Linked DNA regions of Mus musculus: all the other regions are linked to region 1. A link is a contact called in public ChIA-PET, Hi-C and promoter capture Hi-C data. All regions are on one chromosome and are shown on one strand. Each heading gives the region's core, a stretch centred on a gene start, on an enhancer-like site or on the middle of the called end of the contact. The rest is flanking DNA. Distances are from core to core; before and after follow the strand shown. Region 1 holds the start of Ube2h (ubiquitin-conjugating enzyme E2H). Region 2 holds the start of Calu (calumenin). Region 3 holds the start of Lncpint (long non-protein coding RNA, Trp53 induced transcript). Region 4 overlaps Lncpint (long non-protein coding RNA, Trp53 induced transcript). Region 5 holds the start of Irf5 (interferon regulatory factor 5). Region 6 has its middle 18 kb from the start of Gm40359. Region 7 has its middle 24 kb from the start of Klf14.

The links. Promoter capture Hi-C pulls out the DNA fragments that hold promoters and counts their contacts. Hi-C and Micro-C count contacts between places; a contact is called where the count stands out from the background. ChIA-PET counts read pairs in DNA pulled down with a chosen protein or histone mark.
Region 2: a Hi-C map of pre-megakaryocyte-erythroid progenitors shows a contact between it and region 1, with 8 times the contacts expected there. The contact joins the promoter of Calu here to the promoter of Ube2h in region 1. A contact is called at or near these places in 2 of 39 promoter capture datasets (the C10 cell line and hippocampal neurons), 1 of 484 Hi-C or Micro-C datasets (pre-megakaryocyte-erythroid progenitors) and 3 of 115 datasets of contacts at active chromatin or transcription factors (astrocytes, memory CD8 T cells and pancreatic cancer cells).
Region 3: an RNA polymerase II ChIA-PET map of memory CD8 T cells shows a contact between it and region 1, with 37 read pairs. The contact joins the promoter of Lncpint here to the promoter of Ube2h in region 1. A contact is called at or near these places in 6 of 39 promoter capture datasets (the C10 cell line, hippocampal neurons, liver and 2 more), 2 of 115 datasets of contacts at active chromatin or transcription factors (astrocytes and memory CD8 T cells) and 1 of 9 other capture datasets (adipose tissue).
Region 4: a contact with region 1 is called in an RNA polymerase II ChIA-PET map of memory CD8 T cells, with 62 read pairs. The contact joins the enhancer-like site here to the promoter of Ube2h in region 1. A contact is called at or near these places in 2 of 39 promoter capture datasets (the C10 cell line and pre-B cells), 3 of 115 datasets of contacts at active chromatin or transcription factors (effector CD8 T cells, memory CD8 T cells and pancreatic cancer cells) and 3 of 9 other capture datasets (adipose tissue, liver and macrophages).
Region 5: an RNA polymerase II ChIA-PET map of memory CD8 T cells shows a contact between it and region 1, with 5 read pairs. The contact joins the promoter of Irf5 here to the promoter of Ube2h in region 1. A contact is called at or near these places in 11 of 39 promoter capture datasets (the C10 cell line, the HPC-7 cell line, embryonic stem cells and 6 more) and 1 of 115 datasets of contacts at active chromatin or transcription factors (memory CD8 T cells).
Region 6: a contact with region 1 is called in a promoter capture Hi-C map of hippocampal neurons, with 3 times the contacts expected there. The contact joins the enhancer-like site here to the promoter of Ube2h in region 1. A contact is called at or near these places in 7 of 39 promoter capture datasets (the 3T3-L1 cell line, the C10 cell line, cranial neural crest and 4 more), 1 of 484 Hi-C or Micro-C datasets (cortical neurons), 3 of 115 datasets of contacts at active chromatin or transcription factors (astrocytes, embryonic forebrain and pancreatic cancer cells) and 2 of 9 other capture datasets (adipose tissue and embryonic stem cells).
Region 7: a promoter capture Hi-C map of hippocampal neurons shows a contact between it and region 1, with 2.9 times the contacts expected there. The contact joins the enhancer-like site here to the promoter of Ube2h in region 1. A contact is called at or near these places in 2 of 39 promoter capture datasets (cranial neural crest and hippocampal neurons), 1 of 115 datasets of contacts at active chromatin or transcription factors (astrocytes) and 1 of 9 other capture datasets (macrophages).

The regions. Positions count from the first base shown.
Region 1 is chr6:30,303,058-30,305,924 of GRCm38.p6, reverse strand. Ube2h (ubiquitin-conjugating enzyme E2H) reads left to right here and starts at 1,386. Exons shown (of 7, transcript NM_009459.3): 1 at 1,386-1,873. The coding sequence starts at 1,821. It overlaps 1700095J07Rik (RIKEN cDNA 1700095J07 gene), which reads right to left and starts at 1,310. Exons shown (of 2, transcript NR_166056.1): 1 at 836-1,310.
Region 2 is chr6:29,346,723-29,349,589 of GRCm38.p6, reverse strand. Calu (calumenin) reads right to left here and starts at 1,484. Exons shown (of 7, transcript NM_007594.4): 1 at 1,382-1,484.
Region 3 is chr6:31,217,114-31,219,980 of GRCm38.p6, reverse strand. It overlaps Lncpint (long non-protein coding RNA, Trp53 induced transcript), which reads left to right and starts at 1,507. Exons shown (of 4, transcript NR_110471.1): 1 at 1,507-1,907.
Region 4 is chr6:31,125,195-31,128,061 of GRCm38.p6, reverse strand. The region is part of intron 3 of Lncpint (long non-protein coding RNA, Trp53 induced transcript); the gene reads left to right. Among named protein-coding and RNA genes, the nearest start is that of Mir29b-1, 64 kb to the right of the region's middle. Within about 2 kb of position 1,406, at least 247 of the 459 cell types and tissues checked have an H3K27ac peak or open chromatin away from gene starts, as enhancers often do. A contact at or near this core is called in adipose tissue, effector CD8 T cells, macrophages and 3 more, where this site is marked.
Region 5 is chr6:29,525,201-29,528,067 of GRCm38.p6, reverse strand. It overlaps Irf5 (interferon regulatory factor 5), which reads right to left and starts at 1,443. Exons shown (of 9, transcript NM_012057.4): 1 at 1,294-1,443.
Region 6 is chr6:31,031,635-31,034,501 of GRCm38.p6, reverse strand. No RefSeq gene overlaps it. Among named protein-coding and RNA genes, the nearest start is that of Gm40359, 18 kb to the right of the region's middle. Within about 2 kb of position 1,376, at least 54 of the 459 cell types and tissues checked have an H3K27ac peak or open chromatin away from gene starts, as enhancers often do. A contact at or near this core is called in cortical neurons, hippocampal neurons and pancreatic cancer cells, where this site is marked.
Region 7 is chr6:30,981,293-30,984,159 of GRCm38.p6, reverse strand. No RefSeq gene overlaps it. Among named protein-coding and RNA genes, the nearest start is that of Klf14, 24 kb to the right of the region's middle. Within about 2 kb of position 1,364, at least 29 of the 459 cell types and tissues checked have an H3K27ac peak or open chromatin away from gene starts, as enhancers often do. A contact at or near this core is called in hippocampal neurons, where this site is marked.

The DNA of each region.
Region 1 (2,867 bases), core at 137-2,636:
GTTTTGTTTTGTTTTCTTCCTTCAATGAAGTGATCAGATAAAGGTGGCTAGAAGTCTTTTCATACCCGTCTGCTGACAGATTTCTCCTAGGAGAAAGCAATGGATAGTCTTTTTTTCTCCCCAGAACATAGAGTGGAAGTTACCAGGGGCTGGTGGGATGGGGAGGAGGGGTTATTCTTTTAAGGGCACATGATTTCTGTCTGGATTGATGAAAAGGTTCAGGAAATGAGCACTAGTCATACTTGCACAATATTTAATGGTTTTTTGCTGTTGCATTGAATATTTAAATATGGTTAACATTGTATATTTTATATGTATGTTACAACTAAAAAAAAAAAAATAGCTGGCATTTTGAAGGGTAGAAAGATAGGAGCAAATGATCTTCAATTTAGCCCTCAGTACCTGACCTGACAAAGTCCAAGTGTGTGTCATAGAGAAAAGACAATAGATAAAGCTTTTGAGGATACTTGGCACTATTCTGCCTCTTTTACCTTGTTGCTCCTTAGGTTTACAGTACTTTTGAGCCCTGTAGAGCAGTATATCTCAGACTTCACTGTTCAGGGAACTGTCTGAGAACTTAGTTCAACTGCATATGTTAATTGAGTAGGCCTAAGGCCCTTCTAGAGGCATTCCTTCCTAGTTCTCAAATGATGCTGACACTCTGGTCCATTCTGGGAGAGCTGTGTAAATTTCATCTTCATCTACACTGTATCCTCAGAGTCATGAACTGATATAGGAGTTCAGAGGGCAGAACTGTGTCTTTGTTCTGCATTATAACTTATTTAGGGTGCTTCTATCAGTCACCTTTGTGATTTTAAAAAGGACCTCAACTTACCTCAAATTCTGTAGAATGAGGATGTTAGTATCAAATTATTTCTGTTCTTTGCTGCTTCTACTGCAGTTCCGGAGTTGTTGACCTTGTTTGCATAGAGGGTAAATGAACCCTGTTTGCAAGCTCTGGGGAAGCCTTACTGTAGTCTAAATCCCTGCAAACCAATTCCCTCTGAAGAGGGAGCAGAGTGGAGAGAACATGCTGGTGTGGGAATTTCCAGATTTGGACGCCAGTCTGAGTAATTGCCACTTTGGCCTCCTCCATATCCAAACAGCCTTTGCAGCACTGTTGAGAGGGTGGTACATAAAGTATGAATGTAATCATACTGCCATTATTTACTACCGTCGTTTATGTTGATGGTAACGACACTGGCAGTTGATCGATGAAGTGTGTGAGGAGGTTGGGGGAGGGGGCGGAGGGAATGCACGATGGCAGGAGAAAGAGGAACTACATCTCCCAGAACTCCCCTGACAAGCTTACACCGCGACGACGATGCTCCTCCCCTCCCACCGGCGCCCCGCCCCTCAGATGACGTCACAGAGGTGACATCACGGCGCCTAGAGCGAGGCTAGGGTAGAGAGGCCGACCGAGCTGGAGTCGTCGGCTTGTGGAGGAAGCAGCTGGGAGCTGGCGAGAGCGTGAGCGAGCGGGCGGGCAGGCGAACGAGCTAGCGCAGGCGGGAGGGAGCGGCGCACGGCGCGGAGCAGCGGCAGCCCGGGCCGCGGCGGAGCCTCAGTCGGAGGGCAGCCCGAGCGGGCGCCTCGGTCCCCGCCCCCACTCGGCGGGGCAGTGCCCGGTGTTCCCCCGTGCGGGGGGCGGCGGCTGAGCGGACCCCACGGGACCGCGCGGGTGTTGCCACCTCGGCCGAGGAGCCGGCGAGGCCGCGGGGCCCTGCGAGCTGGGCCCGGAGCCCGTGACAGACGGGCCAAGGAGGGGAGAGAGGCGGCGGCGGCGCAGGCGACGGGGAGGCAGCGGCAGCGGCGACACCATGTCATCCCCCAGTCCCGGCAAGAGGCGGATGGACACGGACGTAGTCAAGCTGTATCCTTCATGGAGGGGAATTCGGACTGCGTGTGGGGCGGGTGGGGGTGCCCACTCGAGGGCTCCGGGGCACTCCAGGCCACTGGCCGCGCCTCCCCTCCCTCCCCCAGTGCCTACGGCGGCCCCTTGGCACCTCCCCGGAGCCGAGGGCTTTTTCAGTCCCCCTTTATCTGCAGCCCCCCGAGATGTGCGTTGTTCTTCGCCTTCCTTGCACTCCCCCCCCACCCCCAGCCCCTGACTTTCCCTCTACGACGTTTGGATTCCTAAGACGGCCCTTTCTTAGGGGTGTGTGTGGGGGTATAACTAGACGCCTCCTTCGTCACCGGGAGCTCATCTTCAGGGTCTTTGCTTCCTGTTTGCTAGCTTTGGGTTTATGGGTTCATTATAGAAATTCCTGAGAGGGAAGCCTTTCTCTCTCTCTCTCTTTCTCTCTCTCTCGGGTGTCCCTGTTCCTTCCAGTCACAGTGCTGCTTAAACTGGGGTAACTCAAGCAACCTTCTTTATCCCTAATTCCTTTCTATATTAGGAAGAGAGTAGCCTGCCCAGGGCCCCCTCTTGTAATAAAGAGCTCCGTGTGTTTTAAATCAGACACTCCTGTTAAGCCTTCTGGTCTGGAGAACCTTCCTGTTTTTCTTTCTACTCACAAAGCCTATCCCACTCATAGTGCATGCAGTGAGGACCCCCAGGCCCTCTTAGCAGGCAGGCCACCCTCCATATTGTGGAACTGACAGCTGGGACGAAGGAGAGAAAGGAGCTCCCCGAACAAAATAGCCACTTGAGCAAAACTCCCTCTGAGGATATGGTTCTTGGGGACTGCTTGCCCTGATCTGGGCCAAGTGACACCTTTTATTTTCTACCCCTTCCCCCAGCTTTATATACACCCGAGGTTGCAGTGGGAGAGCTGTAACTGATAAGAGTCCTCCAGGCAGTGGTTTTGGTTGGAATCCAGGCTGATTTTTTTTTGCATGACCAGTAGAGAAATTCGCGAAGGTTC
Region 2 (2,867 bases), core at 235-2,734, 960 kb after region 1:
TCCCTGGCACATCTATGTTACAAAAAAAAATTAAGCTAATACTAACATATTAGTCTCCTGTACTGAAGCAATGATATAACACATCAATTAACATATCACTATATGAATGGCGCCCAACCATGATTGAGAATGACATTGAGAAGAATACACACATACTTTATATTTTTTATGAGCTCATGATTCCTTTTGAATCTTCAAAATATCCTGTTGGAGACCCCTGAAACACTGCCAAACTCATAGTCGGACCAGACAGACATAGTAATAGTAATAGGTATCTTACACACAAGTAATAGGTTCTCTCTGGTCCCACATTTGGACAGAAGAACACAAGTTCTTTAGCAGTGACTATTGCTCGATACTTAAATCTAACTGAATGAGGTCAAATATATACTTCTCCTGGGTCAGCTTTCAGGTATAGCAAAGAATAATTATCAGCCACTCCAGGTCACTCTACCTTCATGTTAAATTAAACTGGAGCGCTATCATTCCCAACTTATTAATGCTGACTTGATGGTTCATGACAGGAAGTGAATGCAATTCTTAAAAAACCCTGTTCCAAGGCTTTGAACGCTTAGGAATTTCGATCAAAGAACCAAAAGTCTTAGCAGATCCACTGATCTTTCCCACTCATGCAAAAGGAACTTTACAAAATGCAAACCACTCTTAATTACAGCAACTATCGCGAATTAAAATTAAGCTCACTTCTGTATACAGCATATCAAAAATCAGAACACTTGGGAATGACAAGCAAAAAACCCGTGATTACTTAAAGGTAATTAACTCCCTAATTAACACGTGAAAACTATTTCCATTAATGACAATATCCAGCCAAACATAGAAAACTGCGACGTTCTTTTCTAATTAACAAGAAGTTTTAAAAATAATGACATTATGTTTTCAATCGTTTTGTTCTCCATGTTCCTACACCCTGTAAGACAGCTAACACTTTCTTTCTTGGCACTTGCAACTCAATTCTCGGGATGTGGCCTTGGGGCGGGGTGGCAGCTCCCAAGAGTCCGGCGAGGTGGCAGGGAGCGGATACTAAAACTCTCTACCCAATTCTCTCCGACCTTCAGGAAACAAACAAAAGTGACCCTCTAGTCCCAGGGACACTGAGTGGAGGAACCCGGGGAGGAGATCAAGGACGCGCGAAACCAGGCACAAAAACGGTGCCCAGGAGGGCGCAGGGCCCGGGAGCTACAACCCTTTCCGCAGAGCTGCGGGACAGCAAGTCGGGGACCGCACTCTGAGGGCCAGAGTGGAGCCTCGGGCCCATCCCGGTGCACTGAGACCGGAGTGAGGACACCCACTACGAATGGGGAACAGGGCCGACGGACAGAATAAGAGCGAACCAGGACCCACCCAGCACCACAGAACTTACCTTTCCCGGGAGCTCCACGCCGCAGGATACCGTGGCTGCGGCTCACCCAGGGAGTGAGCTCCCGCGCACAAGCACCGCCCAACCGGAAGTGGTTAATGGCCCCGCCCCCATCCGACTTGTCGGGGGTCTTCACACCAATCCCCGGCACGATCACTGCTGACGTATGGCTTCTTCGTACGGCCATTGGTCTCACAATCGCGTGGCCGGGATTGGCTGGAAATCGCCACGTCCCCGCGAGCGCGCCGAGTTGCGTGGACCGGATTCCCGCCCAGCTCGGGTTGCCCAGCCCGTGGGGACTCTGAGTCCCAGCTCCTTGCTCTTGGGTGTGTGGGCGCGGCTCGCTGACCTTGGCCCACTGACCGCAACGACCTCATTTACGGCAGGCAACCCTGATTCCCTAGGCTTCTAGTGTAATTCCGATGGCTTTCTTCCTGCCTCCAAGCCCCTGGGGCCGGAATAGTCCCGCTGTAACGTCACCACCCACTGCGAATGAGCCCAACTTCTGGCTCTAGAGTCAGATCTACTGAGCAGCTCTCCGCCCCGCCAACACGCACCTTTCAGCTTCGATTCTCACCCACCATGCTCTTTCGCATCTCTGCCTAAACCATCATGATCCCGGCCTCCCCTAACAGCCTTACAGCCTTACATTTTACACCCATGTGGTCTTTGTCCACAAAGCGGCTTCCTCTGCCTGAAGTATGTTTTCTCGATTTTTCAGCTACTGAAAGCCATCAGTCATGAAACAGGTTGTCATCCTGGAATGTCTTAGGGGAAGCTGTAGTCGTGAAGTTGCCAGTGCTCAGTTAAGGTGTTAGTTTTAGGAATCTTTCCTGGTCAGTAAACAGATAATACGCATGTGCTTTCCTGGCAGTTTGCATTTTCAGTACGCAGCCAGATATTGTTTAATAACGGTGCTTGTCCTTATGTCTTCGATTAGACCAAGTGCCAAAATAAGATCTGCCTGACTTACACATCAGGAGCTCCCAGCTTACAGCCCAGGTCCAAGGAAATTCTCAGCAATACTAAGTGAACTGAATAGAAGAAACTGAATGGAAGAAACCCGTTGCGTTGAAGGCCCCTGATTTAAAAGAAACATAGGAAATTAGCAATTTGTTTTTTTGTTTGTTTGTTTGGAGGGGCGGGGGACAGGAGAGTTTGAACCCAGACTCTGTGCAGGATTCTAGTTGTCCATTCTACCACTGAACTATATAACCTTAGTAAACCCATCACCTACTCAATGCCATGAAATTAAAACATGTATTCATTGAGAGCTACTTTATTTTCTTTCTTTTTTTTAAAGATTTATTTATTATTATATGTAAATACACTGTAGCTGTCTTCAGACACTCCAGAAGAGGGAGTCAGATCTTGTTATGGATGATTGTGAGCCACCATGTGGTTGCTGGGATTTGAACTCTGGACCTTCGGAAGAGCAGTCGGGTGCTCTTACCCACTGAGCCATCTCACCAGCCTGAGAGCTACTTTA
Region 3 (2,867 bases), core at 258-2,757, 910 kb before region 1:
CTGAGAAGAGAACCAGCTGCTTCTTCCTGCTGCTGCTGCTGCTGGTGGTGGTGGGGTTAAGTATTTGGGAAGGCCTGAGCTGGGTACATAAGCAAAGAGCCTGAGCTGGGCGGTCCAGGCAAAAGAGGGTTAAAAGGATGAAAGAATTAGACTTGAGGTTAGAAGGCCATAAGGATGGGTGTTAGAATTAGAGGGAGACCTAATGCATTCATAAGTGATGGAGAGAGACGGATAATCAAGGCCAGGCCGGAATGTTGGTCCTCTCCCATCCCACTCCTCAGTTACTGAGTTAGTGTTTTCTTATCCTTTTTCCACAATTCTGCCAACCCCGTTTTCCTTATAAAGACGGAAAAGTGTGAACCAACAGAAAAATAGCAATTTAATCATAGATTTTACTTATAGGATGTTTTTCCATGGTACATAAAAATGTAGAGACAGAGAATTGCGATTCGAAGTAGACCCCCCCCCCCACACACCTTGCACACACATACATTGCAAGTCATTAAGACTAAGGACTTCAAACTTAGTTTCCATACATCACTAGACACGAATAAGCCTTTAAACGCTAATACTTAAGTTAAATGCTAGCAGTGGGGACAGAATTGGTGGTTTGGAATATCAGGAAAATGCACGTTTGCGCTCTGTCCACACACACGCATATATATGTATATATAATTTCTAGTGTGTAGCATGCACAGTATGATTAAGGGATAAGCATGTTTCCCTGATCATCTTATTTCCAACCAAGCACGCATTTTATGGCAGTCATCTTGTCACCATTTGGAAGAATGTGGTCAGAAAAGTAGTGCCCAAACTGCCACTTTGGTTTTGTCTGTACCTTACAGGTCATGGCTTCATACCTCACTTCCTGACACAAACAAGTTTTTACTGTTGTCAGCAACAAAGCCCTAATATAGCCGCGGAAGAGAAAAACTGCCTTGCATTTTGCCTCTTGAGAGCATCATCAACAGTTACCGGAGGAATGTAATTCCAGAAAGCTCCGAAACTGGTAGTGATGGTAATTATGGACCAAATGCCCGGTTCTGGTTGTTATTTTCTGGGCATTTCTGTTCTACCAACGATCTGCGAGTGAGCTCACTGAGAGGGCAAATCTGGCTTTTCTTTTTGACTTTGTAAAATTTAATCAGGCCTGATAGGGAACTCACAGCTCTTGGGGGAAAATAAAGTAGGAACCACGAAATGTCATTTTAACAGAGCGTGGGCTTGGTGACTGCAGGAAAGGATTTAAGGACGCTCCTGTTCCGCTTGCTGTGTAATGAGCACTGGCTCCACGCACGCACCGACGCCATAGCTCCCGGATGCAGTGGCTCCCTTATCTGGGCTTTCGCAGCGCCACAAGCCCCTTCGGGATGCTTCGAGGGGCTCCTGGTGGGTGGTGGTACAAATGCTGCCGCCGCCGCCGCCGGCGGTCCTGCTGCTGTTGTTGCTGCTGCAGTCACGTGGGAGCCCCTTTAAGTTTCCATAGAGAGGCCTCTCCGGTGTCACATGATGGACATGATATAATGAAACAACATTGTGGAGAGGAAAGCATTAGGGGAGCCCACGGCTACAAAACAAGTGAGAAGAGGTGGGAGAAAGAGAAACTACGCCACCTCCTCTGCAGCCGAGCGCACGCAGCAGCCTGGCGTGACAAGTGGGCGACGCCAGGGACAGAGAGTGGGGGTCCTCCGCCCGCTCCGGGGACCCTGTCGCCCACCGTGGTGCGCTGAGCAACTTTTAGCCGGCAGCCCCGCACCTGTCTCAGAGTCCCCATCGCTCCCCACCAACCATCATGGGAAAATTCTAGAAGAATACGCTCTCGGAATCTACGTGCGCATCATTTTCCTCCTCACTCCAGAGGAAGGAACCAGAAAAGAGAGCAAAGCGGTGTAGTGTTCAGCCTCAAGGTAAGTTCTTTAGGGTGGGGAAAACGGGTCCAGCAGGACTTGGGGACAGGATTTGGTGCTCAACTCCCACCTTGGGGGTGGAAAAAGCGTCCCCGCACTCTCGGTGAGGCAGATGGGTTGGCGCGTCATCTGTGCTATTTTCCCGGTGGACTCTCTTGACGTCCACCCTCGCAGTCCCCGGGGCCCCCTTACGGTCCCCCACAAGGGGCCTGAGGCAGCGGGCCAGGATGCTCGGCGGGTGAGCGAAGGAAGGTAGGGTTGCTGCGTGAAACGGGCATGTCGGAGCTATTTCGCCATGTTTGTGTTGCTAAGAGCACTTTTTTTTCCCCTTTGCGGTGGCTTGATGCCACATGGCTCCTCCGGAGCTGCTGCCGGGTTGAGAGCGAGTGGTTTTTTTTTTTTTTTTCAATGTCCGCATTCCAGCTAATGTTGCGCAGATAAAATTCAAACTTGAGGTAAACAGACGAAGAGGAGGAGGAGGAGGGGAGGGACCGGCGGGGGGGGGTTGGGGGGGGGGAGGGAGGACTGTTTCCATTTCGAGATCCCACCTCTTCACTCAGAGGAGACCAACATCCCGAACCTAGAGGCAACTCATGCATGGCTCCCACGCCCCCCCACCTCGGCCGTCAACAAGAAGTAAGGGCTGGGGGCGAGCGGTTGGGAGGGACGCGACGTTTTGGTTCTAGGGGGAAGGTGGGGGGAGAGGCAGCCCCTGGGAAGCCGGAGCTTTGACTTCGGCTATTATTTTGGCGGAGGGAAGCAGGATGCGTCCTCTTGCTCTGGAGATGGGGGGTTGTATGTCCCCCCTCTCTATCACTACCTAATCGTGTTGCCTCACTCCCCCCCACCACAGGTTGCCCCCACAGGCGGGATGGGTGGGGCTTTGAGGTTCCAGAAGGCAGGTTACCTAGCAGGTGTGTAGGGTGGGCATTTGGATTTGGTAAGTCGCTTGGATTTGGT
Region 4 (2,867 bases), core at 157-2,656, 820 kb before region 1:
GACTGCTCCAGCAGAGAATCCAGGTTTGAACTGCCAGGGTGTTCGAGGTCCTCTTTTGGCCTCTGACCCTGGTGCACATAAACTCATGCAGGCACATAACACGTTTAAAAAAAATTTTTAAAAGAAATATAGGAAGATGGTGTCATTTCAGATATGTGTCCTGAGTGGGTTTTTTTTAAATCTCAATTTACAGAATTTTTATGTCCACAGAGTGTTGGAAGTAGTTAGGTACTCAGAGCAAGCACCACTTGTGTAGGGCATACATTCACTTGGATGCCTGTTGCCCGAGTCAGGTAGCTGAGTTGGGGAGTCCATGTAGAACTCATTATATAAAGTTGTTGATTTAAAGCCTATAGCGCAGCGCATCTGTCCGGTTCCCGCGCCTTTTCCTCGTGCACATCCTTTGGCAGCGTGTCTTTTGTTTCCCCAGGCACACAATCTTCTAATGCAGCCTGTGAGTGGCAGCCCCTTTGACATAGGTCACCCAAGACCATCAGAAAACACAGATATTTACATTATGACTCCTAACAGCAAAATTACAGTTATGAGGTAGCAACAAAAACTAATTTATGGTTGGGGGTCAGCACAACATGAAGAACAGTATTAAAGGGCCGCAGCATTAGGAAGGTTGGGAACCACTGCTCTGACATAATGTTTGGATTCAGTCTCAAACACTGACTGCTCTTCCTCCGGCATTTGTCAGCTTGGATTTTACCCCTCTAGCATGGAGGTGGGGGTTGGGGGGAGGGCAGGCACAGGCAACTCAACCTGACTCTCCTTTCACAAAAGTTACAGATGCTCTACGTGGGGTTGTCCTGATGACTAGAGTCAGAGAGAAATCACCCAATGGTGTCTGCGGTCAGCAGTGTTAGTTCTCTAGACAGGCAAATGGCCCTAAATGGTAAAGTGCAGGATAAAGACCCAGGATGCTTGGATGAGGGGCACACTCTTGGGCCCCACAGAGGCATCAACACAGGTTGTTCAAGAACACATTGAAACATTTGTTTATGAAGGCTGGGTTACACCTTTGTTTCAGCTCTTGTTAGTTTTTCAACAAAAGTTAACATTTCCTTTTTTATAACTTTCCCACCTCCATGGAATCCCCAAACCATGGCCCCGGCCTCTTAGCCTGAGAGTGTGGTACCTGCCTGCCTGTACCTACTTCAGACTCACCAGCAGTCATATACAGAGAGCAAGCTCTGGCATTGGTGTGGGATACGTTGGTAAATTGCCGGTGTCGACATCATAATTCTCTCTCGCCTGGCGGAGGAGCCAGCTCTCCTTGTGGTTGGCTGTGGTTTCCTCTGGGCTGGGGAGAGTGGCAGGGAAACAACGAACCCTGTCTAGTTTTGACTCTGCCCGGGTGTAATGCATCCTGCGGCTCTCCTGAGATGGGCTGTGAGAGGCTTACCAGAAGGTTGGCAAATGAGACTTCCACACGCCTCAGCACCCGGTAGCCAATGGCTTGCTGAGCCAACATAGATTACCCCCTTGTGGTTTCATTCATCAAGGGGATCCCCGGCTTCATCAGAACACAGCCATGACTCTTCCCTGCCTCCTCCAGAAAAGCAAGTGCGCACATCTTGCCCTAAGAAGAACTCGGGGTGCCCTGGGTAAGCAGAAATGGGAGGGATCCTCCCCTAGTTTCCTCTGTGTGGATTGGGGGTGTTAGGGAAAGAAGCTCAGAGCTGCTTTTCTTTGAGTTTTCTTTTTTTTTTTTTAACCCAACTGCTATTCAGCGTTTCCTTCTGTCTCACCCTCTTCATGTGTAACCCACCTTCATCAAGTTGTACTTTCAGTTTCACATTTTAAATTACAGGATTCCTCTTTTCCTTGTGCATTTGAAAGGTTTTTGTAAACTAAGTAGCCACAGTTACTAAGTTACTAATTACGCCTAGTTCCTGGTTCTAAACCAGTTTTTAGGAAGTTTTTAGGAGGTGCTTTCACAGCTAGGCAGAGGGGAACGATCCCTGTAATGAGTTTAGGAACTGATGGTAACATGTCTGTCCGGCTTGCCCGTCTCAGAGGCCAACCTCGGAAAGAACACTGCTGAATCTTTTCTGGTGAAGTCAAGATCTCTCTTCCCCGTCTGTTGGTCTGTTTTCTGTCGGCCAAGCAGCTCATCCCTGTCTCTGGGCGTGGGCTTTGGTCTGTGTACATTCAGTGTGGTGGCATTTTTCTAGAAGAAGTGACTAAATCTTCTTGGATGAATTCTCTCTTTGAACGAGGTGGTTGGTTGCATCAGAGAGGCATTTACAGTAAATGGCTCCCCCTTCCTGTGCTGGCCACATGCGAAAGAATGCTCTAATTCTTGTTTTGAGGAAGCAGGAGCTATACAGCTCTGAAAACTCCCTGGTCTCATTAAATAGCCAGATTTGAATCTTAAAATTTTTTTCAAGTTGGAATCACTTTGTGCTCCCTAAATAAATGGCGCAGAGAGAGAAAGCTTTCCACTCCCGAATTCTGTCTGGAGCGCCTGATAGTTCCCAGTTCAGAAAGAGGAAATGGCATTGAATATAGATGTAGTGACGAAGGTCTAAAGTAAGTTCTTCACAGCCATTTTGTATTCCGGCCATCTGCTTCTTAGGTGTATGGGTGCTTGGTCTTTGGTGCCCTGGTTCTCAGTGCGATCCCGTAGCTCTTTGCCGAGGTTCTCAGGAAGCAGGTCTTCCCCCTAGTGGAAATGCGTGAGGGCGCTCTGGCTGTTCTTTGAGGGAACTTTAAGGTGCAAGCCCCATACAAGAAAACGTACGCAGTATTCCAAATGAGTTTATGTTAGGTGTTCATGTAGTCACCAATTAGTTTATAATTTTTTAAGCCTAGATTTAACTTTACATTTTTATAATACAAAACTATTTTGTATTTTT
Region 5 (2,867 bases), core at 194-2,693, 780 kb after region 1:
CTCTCCCGGCTTCCTCCCAGGGGCAGGCTGGGGGAAGGCCAGAGTTCAAGGGAAAACCCCCGAAGGACTTTTAGTTAATAGGAGTGGTCTCCTACCTATCTCTTTCCTAGACTTTAGCCAGGAGCTTAGGGAGTAGAGAGGGCGAATGCTGTACTGTATCACACAGGTCCTCATGCGAGGCTTTTAGCCTCTCCAGCCTCCGTCAGCCCCGTCCACATCCTTTCTGGTCCTGATCACTTATCCTCACTTTGGAGTTCAGGCCAGGTCGTTCCCTCCTGATCATCCCGGCAGACTCCACCCGGGGCATAACGCGGAGGGAAGGGGGGTGGGGGTGGGAAGGAACCTGGGTCAGCCCCTGGAGTCATCGCGGGGTTACTGGCTTAGTGTCCGTTCCTGGTCCGCTCCTCTGGACCGGGACGTGTCCGCCTTGCTATGCCAGGAGGAGGCCAAGAAAGCCCCCACTTCCACCCCTGCTACTAGGTACCCGCTCTGGGTCCTCTGGAGGTTCGAGAGACACCTGGAGTCTGGGAGACATCTGCACCGAGGGCGAATACTGGCCCGGGACATCTCTCCGCCTGCGTTTCGGCCCAACTACACTTTCCCTTCACGTTCAGATTCTAAGTTGTTACTTCTTAAGTTTAGGGGCAGGCCGTCAAGAAACTAGACCAAGCATTAATCAGCCCCCGCCCCGATTCTTCTCAACAGCTAAGAATAAATCGTCGTCCCCTTTTGAGCTACGAGTCAAGGAGCAGAGCCTCTATTTGACAACGTCTCCCCTCAAACTCTATTCCCACAGATTCCTGTCCTTGGCTTTAAGATCCTTGGGAGGGATCGCTGCTTGACACCTCAACCTCTTTAGTCGAAAAAGTGAGGTGTGGCCGGGGAGGAGAGACGAGCTGTGTGCCGACAGGGTCGGGGTCGGAAACTCGCTCCTCCCTGGTCCCCGCCAGACTGTGACAGGGCGCTTGGCATCCTTGACCCTGGCGAGGCGCAGTGGGGATGTCCACTGGGCCCTTGGGACTTTCCCCGAGCATGCGAACGTTGGCGGCCGGAGCCCGGCACTCCGAGCTGGCCTGGTGCGGAGCGCCTTGGAGCCATTCGCGCTGGCCCGGCGCCGCCTTCGATCATCGCCCACCGCGGAGGAGCGGGATCCCGACCCCGCTGGCCCCGTTGGCAGGTGCCCGGGGCGTGCAGGTCGCCGTGGGTCGGAGCCGTGGCTTGGCTGAAGCCCGGGGCTGTTCCCACCGCCCTCGGGGCGAGGAGCCCAACACAGCCCACAGCCCCGGGACCTACCTGTTTGCTGTGCGCCCGCGGGGAGCCTGGAGCCCCGGCCTGGCGCTGCGGCCGAGCTGAGCTCTCGCCGAGCTGCACCGCCCGCGGGTCGCCCAGCCCGCCCCGCACTTCCGCATCGCGCCGCCCCCGCCCGGGGCAGCGCCCCGCCCCGCCCCTCGCCACCACCCCGCGCCCCGGGCCCCTACCCATCCACCGCCCACCGCGGGGAAGCCCGGGGCCTCCGCGAGACCGCAGACAGCTCGGCGCCCCTCGCCGGGCTCCTTTGGGAATCCGGGGAGACAGAGTCATCCATCACCCAGTCCCCAGATACCCTGTAGCCTGTCCTCACCTAGTCCGCGCCCGCCTGGAGCTGGAGATCCGCTGCGCGCGGGCGTCGATGGAGCCACACTCCAGGGCATTGGGAGACCCCTGAGAGCTCCCTTTCAACATACCTTGGGCCACTCTGTCTCCTCAGCCTTAACACTGGCCCTCCGGACCGCTCCAACTCACCATGTGACTGACAAGCCCACCTCTTCTTTTGCCCTTACCTTCACCGTGGTTTGGGTTTGCCCTTTGAGCGGGTTCCCACCCCCACCCCGACCTCCCGGTTCCATAAACGGGCCTTCCTGTCCGAGTCGATGCTGGCCTCAACTTCCACACATCCTGTTCATGTAGGAACATTATTCGCTGATTCTCACTCTTCAACTTTTGGGTCAGCATCATATTATTTGATAGTCTAAGTGTTTTTTCCAGGAAGGTCTACCCCTTCCTTGAGTCAGCTTTTGGTTTGTTGTGTTTTGGTGTAATTTGTTGATTGGTTTGGAGGAGGGGTGGAGACGACTTCCAGAGTCTTTCCGTTTGATTTTTCCATATGATTTTAACGTCTAATTTCCACTGAAATTCAGCTTAGTTGGGAACCAACCCTGTCTTGCATGGTTCATGATCTATAGTAATTTTTATTTTTATATTTGTATTTTACTGATAATGGAACCCAGGACCTTGCACATTCTAAGCAAGCACTGTGCTACTAAGTGCCTGCCTTCTCTGCCCTGTCATAATTCTAAAGGGTTATTGTATTTGTTTCTTGGGTTTTAACTCTTTTAAGGGTAAAAAGTTGTGTTGCCGGTGCTGGTCTCCAACTCCAGGAATCAAACGATTTTCCTGGCTCAGATGCCTTGAGTAGCTGAGATTTGGTGTAGCATCGCAGGCAGCTTAACTAAAGATATAAGCACATATATTTTAAATGTTTACCATCTTAATTCTTTTTAGTGATTTATTTTATTTTTTATGTATATGAGTATTTTGTCAGCATGCATGTGCATCGTGAACATGCAGTTCCTGCAGAGACCAGAAGAGGGCGCTGGATTCTCTGGAACTGGAGTTAGAGACTGTTGTGAGCGAGGGGGTGTGGGTGCTGAGATCTGAATCCAGGTCTACTGCAAGAACAGCAGATGCTCTTAACTACCAAGCTATCTCTTCGGTCCTAGAGATATTTTTAATACACAAATATTCTGAATGAATTGTTAAATTAAAATGTTATTACATTTATTTTGTGTGTACATCTGTGGGTACACATAAGCATGAGTATGTCAGAG
Region 6 (2,867 bases), core at 127-2,626, 730 kb before region 1:
TGGAATTATATAACTCTAACTATAAAATTTAAAAATTAAGCCATGGAACCTGGCATGGTGGAGCATACCTTTATAATCCCAGCACTCGGGAGGCGGAGGCAGGTGGAGTTCTGAGTTTGAGGCCAGCTTGGTCTACAAAATGAGTTCCTGGACAGCCAGGGCTATACAGAGAAACCCTGTCTCAAAAAAAAAAAAAAAAAAAAAATTAAGCCATGGAAGACAGACTATAGATTGTGTAAAAATGTATGCTTGATAGATAGATAGATCTGAACTAATTAAAGATTTCAATCAGAACTGAATTTACAGAGTGTATGCAAATTAGTAAAAGATAATCCAAATTAAAATACTCAAGCTATTTGGGAAACACTTGATAACGAGGATGGGGCGGTCAGTAAATACCTGAGAAGGCACTCGGTCTCATTATTCATCAGGGAGTTATGAGAAAAAACCACAGACAGGATACCACTTCACACCCCTTCGGATGCTGTTAAAAATAAAATAACCAGTTCACTCATTAACCACTGAGTCAGGGTTGAAACTGAGACCACTTTGGAAAATGTTTCAATAATTACCTTCTATAGGATGGAGGAATTCCACAGCACATCCCCAAGAGAAATGGAAGTCCATCTTCCGAAAATTACTTAGGCACATATTTATATATATTTATTCATAATAAACAAAGTCTAGAAATAACGAAATGTTCATCAGGCAAATAAGGAAACAGTGATATACTACTCCCCAGGGAGGTGGACCGGATTGGAAAGTTAAAGCAGGTTCTTGTTGTGCACAGCACAAATTAGTTATATATGGGGACAGTAGTTAAGTTTTTGTTTTTTTTTCTTTTGGTTTTATTATTATTTTTTTTAATCTTCAGTAGTCTTTGATGCAGCTTATATGAAGATAATTGTTGTTCTGTTAACTGAATACCACTCTGTAATTGAAAAAAGAAAGGAAGGAAGGGGGAGAGAGAGAGAGAGAGAGAGAGAGAGAGAGAGAGAGAGAGAGAGAGAGACACGGATTGCTGGTGTATACCACAGCATAGATAAGTCTTCAAAGGACATATTAGTCAGTTATCCAGAAAGGTGGGAAGAGACGTTGTATACATACGAATAGTTATAGATAACAGATAGGTAACTGACAGGAGTTGGAGAAAAGATGGGTGGGTGAGTCGATGTGATGTAGCTGATGTGGGTACAGACATAAAGAGAAAGCCAGAATTGGCTCATATAATGGCGACCGAGATGATATGTTGCCATATCCTCTGGTGGCCACAAGATGGCGACGTAGAGCTGCTGGCTCTAACTCAGCCTGAATCCAAAGGCTTGGAAAGCTGGGTGGGGGTGGGTAGCGTTGGCGCTGTAAGCCCTGGAGATGGCAGACCCAGGGAAAGGAAGCAGAGGCTGGCCTAGCTGAGAAAAAGAGGCAGCCTACCTCTGCACTTTTGTCCTATGTAAGCCTCAGGCCTGGATGACATCCACTACAACGGTGAGGACAGATCCCACCTACAGATCAAACTCAGTCGACCAATTTGATACTAATCTCTTGTAGGAATATCCTCATAGGCCCAGAGATCTTGTTTATGCTTTGGCCTGCCTTAACATAGTCAACCTGGCCTGTGAAATTACTGCCGTGTACAAGATAAATCAAGAAATCGGTCACAAACAGGGCTCACCCTGTGTAAGTCCTTTCCTACGAAGTTCACATGTAGGTAAGCTAATCTCTGGTGATGAAAATCAGAACAACTTCCGTGTGTGGGGAGAATTTACTAGAAAGTAGCACAAAGAAATTTTGGAAGATGATGAAAATATGTTCTATGTTGATTTGAGAGCTGTTTCATAGGTTGACACATTTGTCAAAAGTTATCAGTGTGTGTGTATATATATATATATATATATATATATACATGTCTGCATACTTCTTTGCATAAGCTCATTAAATCGGAATTTTAGGGCAGAGCAGATGGCTCTGTGTGTGAAAAGGACTTTGGTGCACAAATGTGAGGACCCGAGCTTAGATTGAGAAAGTCCATGAAACACTGGTACCATAGCACATCTACCGCAGGTGTGCCTCCTTTAAGATGGGAAGTGGAGACAGGAGAATCCTGGGATGCTCCAGCCAGCTAGCCTGGTGGATGAAAGCTGAGAACAGCTGATACTGTCCTGACCTCTACCCGCCCAGTGTGACACAGACATCTCTCTCTCTCTCTCTCTCTTTCTCTCTCTCTTTCTCTCTCTCTCTGCCTGCCTGTCTGTCTCCCCCACCCCCACCCCACACACACATTTAGAAAAAGTGTTTTTAAAGTAATTTTTGGAATTGAATCTTAAATTCGATCACAAATATTATTACATTAATTCTTATTTCTATAATTCTTCTGCATGGTTATCAGTGAAGCCACATGTAACCAGGGGTATATGTACCCAGGTCTTCTAAAGCTTGAGTGTAATTTTAAAGGCTTATTGTGATCAATAGGACCTAATTCACAAATGTAAATTAGGTGAGAATATGATTTAAAATTATAAACATTATCATAATATTTTTGAAGAAGCTGACAAATATCACCAGCATTGCCCTTAAAAAAATTCTGGCTTAAGCCCTGTTTTTCCTGTGTTTTGGCCACATGACATTTGATCACTGGTTCATATAACAGCAACTTTATAGTGTTTTCTCCAGAAAGATAACTCACTCTTCTGGTATAGCTAGTACAATTTTCGTTGTTTTTGAGCCAAGAGTCTCACTGTGTGTAGCCCTGGCTGGCCTGGAACTCACTACAAAGACTAAGCTCGTGATTCCCCTGCCTCCGACTTCTGGATGCTCAGATCATAGGTGCACACCACCTCACCCAGCTGGAAAAAACTGTTTTATGATTC
Region 7 (2,867 bases), core at 115-2,614, 680 kb before region 1:
AAACTTTCTCCCAAAGAAATCTCTTTCTCACTAACTAAATACCAATTTTAACCATGAACTAATTGCTATTTTTAAAAGGTGTAATCATGTCATGTTCGTGTATTTAGTAACAGGAAACATCTCAAAAATCTATTGAGTGATTTAATGAAATTATGAAGCATAAGCAACATTTTGTTAAAAGTTAAATTATGCACATCCAATTGATTGTCTCTGGGTGATGGAACTGGGGAATAATTTTTAAAACCTCAATTGTATTTCCTAAAATTTCCTACAATAAACATGTAATTATATTAAATAGAAGAAAAGCCAATCAACATTTTTCTTTTTAAAAAACCGACATATTCTTTTGCCACATGTCTCCAGATCTGGCTAGAATTCTCTTGTTCTCACTACTGTGACATTGCAGATAGAAGGCCCCGCAGATATTCATCGTTGTCTAGTCCAGCCATGTGAGCTCTTCATAAGAAGCTATCGGTTGTCAGGACATCCTTCATACAAAAACACTCATACACAGCCGGCGCTCAGGCTCAGAAAGATGGAGCCGAGACTGAGGAAAAGGCCAACCAATGACTGGCCCAACCTGAGCCCCATCCCACAGGAGAGAGCCAACCCCTGACACTATGAATGATACTCAGCTATGCTTGCAGTCAAGATCCTAGCATAACTGTCTCCTGAGAGGTTTCATCCAACAGTGAATGGAAACAGATGCAGAGACCCACAGCCAAACATCAGGCAAAGTTGGGGGAGTCTTGTAGAAGAGTTCAGGGAAGGACTGAGAGACCGGAGGGGTCAAGGATACCACAAGAAGACCTACAGGGTCAACTAACCTCACTCAGCCCGTGGGATCTCACAGGGACTGAACCACCAACCAAAGAGCATGCGGGGGCTGGAGCTAAGCCCCCTACACGTTTAAAGCAGATGCAGCTTGGTCTTCATGTGGGTCCCCTAAAAGTTCAGGGTGGGGGCTGGGAATCTCTGACTCTGTTGCTGCCATTGGATCACCTTCCCCTAGCTGGTCTGCCTTGCTGGACCTCAATGGGAGAAGGACTTGATGTCCCAGGGAGGGGTGGTACCTAAAGGGGGGGGTTCTCCTTCTCCTTAGAGAAGAGGGGAGGGTAGTGGGGTGAGGGGTGTGTGAGGGTGTGTCTGGGAGGAGAGAAGGGAGGGGAACTGCGATCGGGATGTAAAATAAATGAGTAAATTAATTAATGAAAAAAAAAAAGATTTCTTGACTAAACTGAGAAAGTAAAAAAAAAAAAAAAAAAAAAAAAAGTAACTCCTTCTTCTGCCACTAGAGAGCACCATTTTGCCACTAAGACAGCGCCAGGAGCTTGACGCAAAGGAAAAAAAAAAAAAAAAAGCTTTTTCTTTTTTCCGTTTTCAACAGAAAAAGCTTCCACAAAGATTATCAAGTCGTCTCGAAGGGGAAATGAATGTAAACCCTTCCCAACAATAAAATGTCGATTCCAAGATGAGATAGCTTCTCTTTATCTTAGCTCTGGACACTATGTACTTTGTACCTGTGACATCCTTTTCCGCCAGATCCTTAAAAAGCAGTTTTACAGAGTCTCAAATTAGATCCTGTGTTTTGCTACCGCACGAAAGCAACTCTGTGTCTAAAGCGCATTTCTCGTTCATTCACCAGTCAGCTTGAATCCCTAGAAGTGTAAAAACACTTGCTACGTTGAATTAAAAGGTTAAGGTTCCCTTTCAAATCATGTGCCTCTCCCAAGAAAATCCAACACGGCAGAGTTCCAGATTTACAAAACACAAAAAATGATGTGATGGTTATAAAAACCTTCTTGTGATTTTATTGATGGTTTCAACACGAGTCGCAATGGAATGTTCTTCTGATTCACTTAAAACATGGTCCCCTGTTTTAAGAGTTAAAACGGCAGCCTGTTTCACAGGGATGCATGCGATTTGAAGACTGATCAGCCCTTGCTGATGACAGGAGACAGACAGACAAGTCCACTCACAGGAGAAGCAATTGCTTTAGAAAAAGATGTAAGCGGAACTGTCTGATACCTAAAACAGGAGTCTCGTAGATGTGGCTCTGCTATTATAAAAGCTGGGACCCATGGAGTCTAGAAACAACCAGTAAGTCTCCATCACTAGCCTGCCCCACCCCAATAGCTACCAAGTCCAAATTCCCACTCCCCAACTTACTGATCTTTCTGACTTGATCAGTGCCCAACTCCTCCAGGCTTCCTGTTCCCTATCTGAAACAATGAGACTTCTTTTTTGTTTTGTTTTGTTTTTTTGTTTGTTTGTTTATTCGAGACAGGGTTTCTCTGTGTAGGTACTGGAACTCACTCTGTAGACCAGGCTGGCCTCGAACTCAGAAATCTGCCTGCCTCTGCCTCCCAGTGCTGAGATTAAAGGCTTGCGCCACCACTCCAGGCTACAATGAGACCTCTTGCATAGGAATCTGGAGAGGGTTAAAGAAGACCTGATACAAAGAACATTAAGTGAATGCTACATTGTAAACACTCAAAATAGTCACTGTTACTCAGAATCTTACTGCACAGATGACGTAGGAAATGCCTAAGACATCATGCTGGCAGCGGGTGAGCACTAGGTGTGGGCTGTTATTATCTTGTGAGAGAAAGGCACTGCATGCTCACGGAGTGTTTGATCCCCTTGAAAGATGTGTCATCCTCACGCAAATGTGACATGAGACATCCCACTCTTGGGAAATGTGCAGGTTCCTGGACTCTGATTCCAGCACCAGGCAAGGCTCCTTCTGCTAGTAACGCAGCATTTTACAGAAATACCTGCCAAGAGGAATATAAGGGGCAGCTGATTTGGGTATATAACCTGTAGTTTAGGACACAAAATAAGCTCACGTCTCCACTAATGTTCGA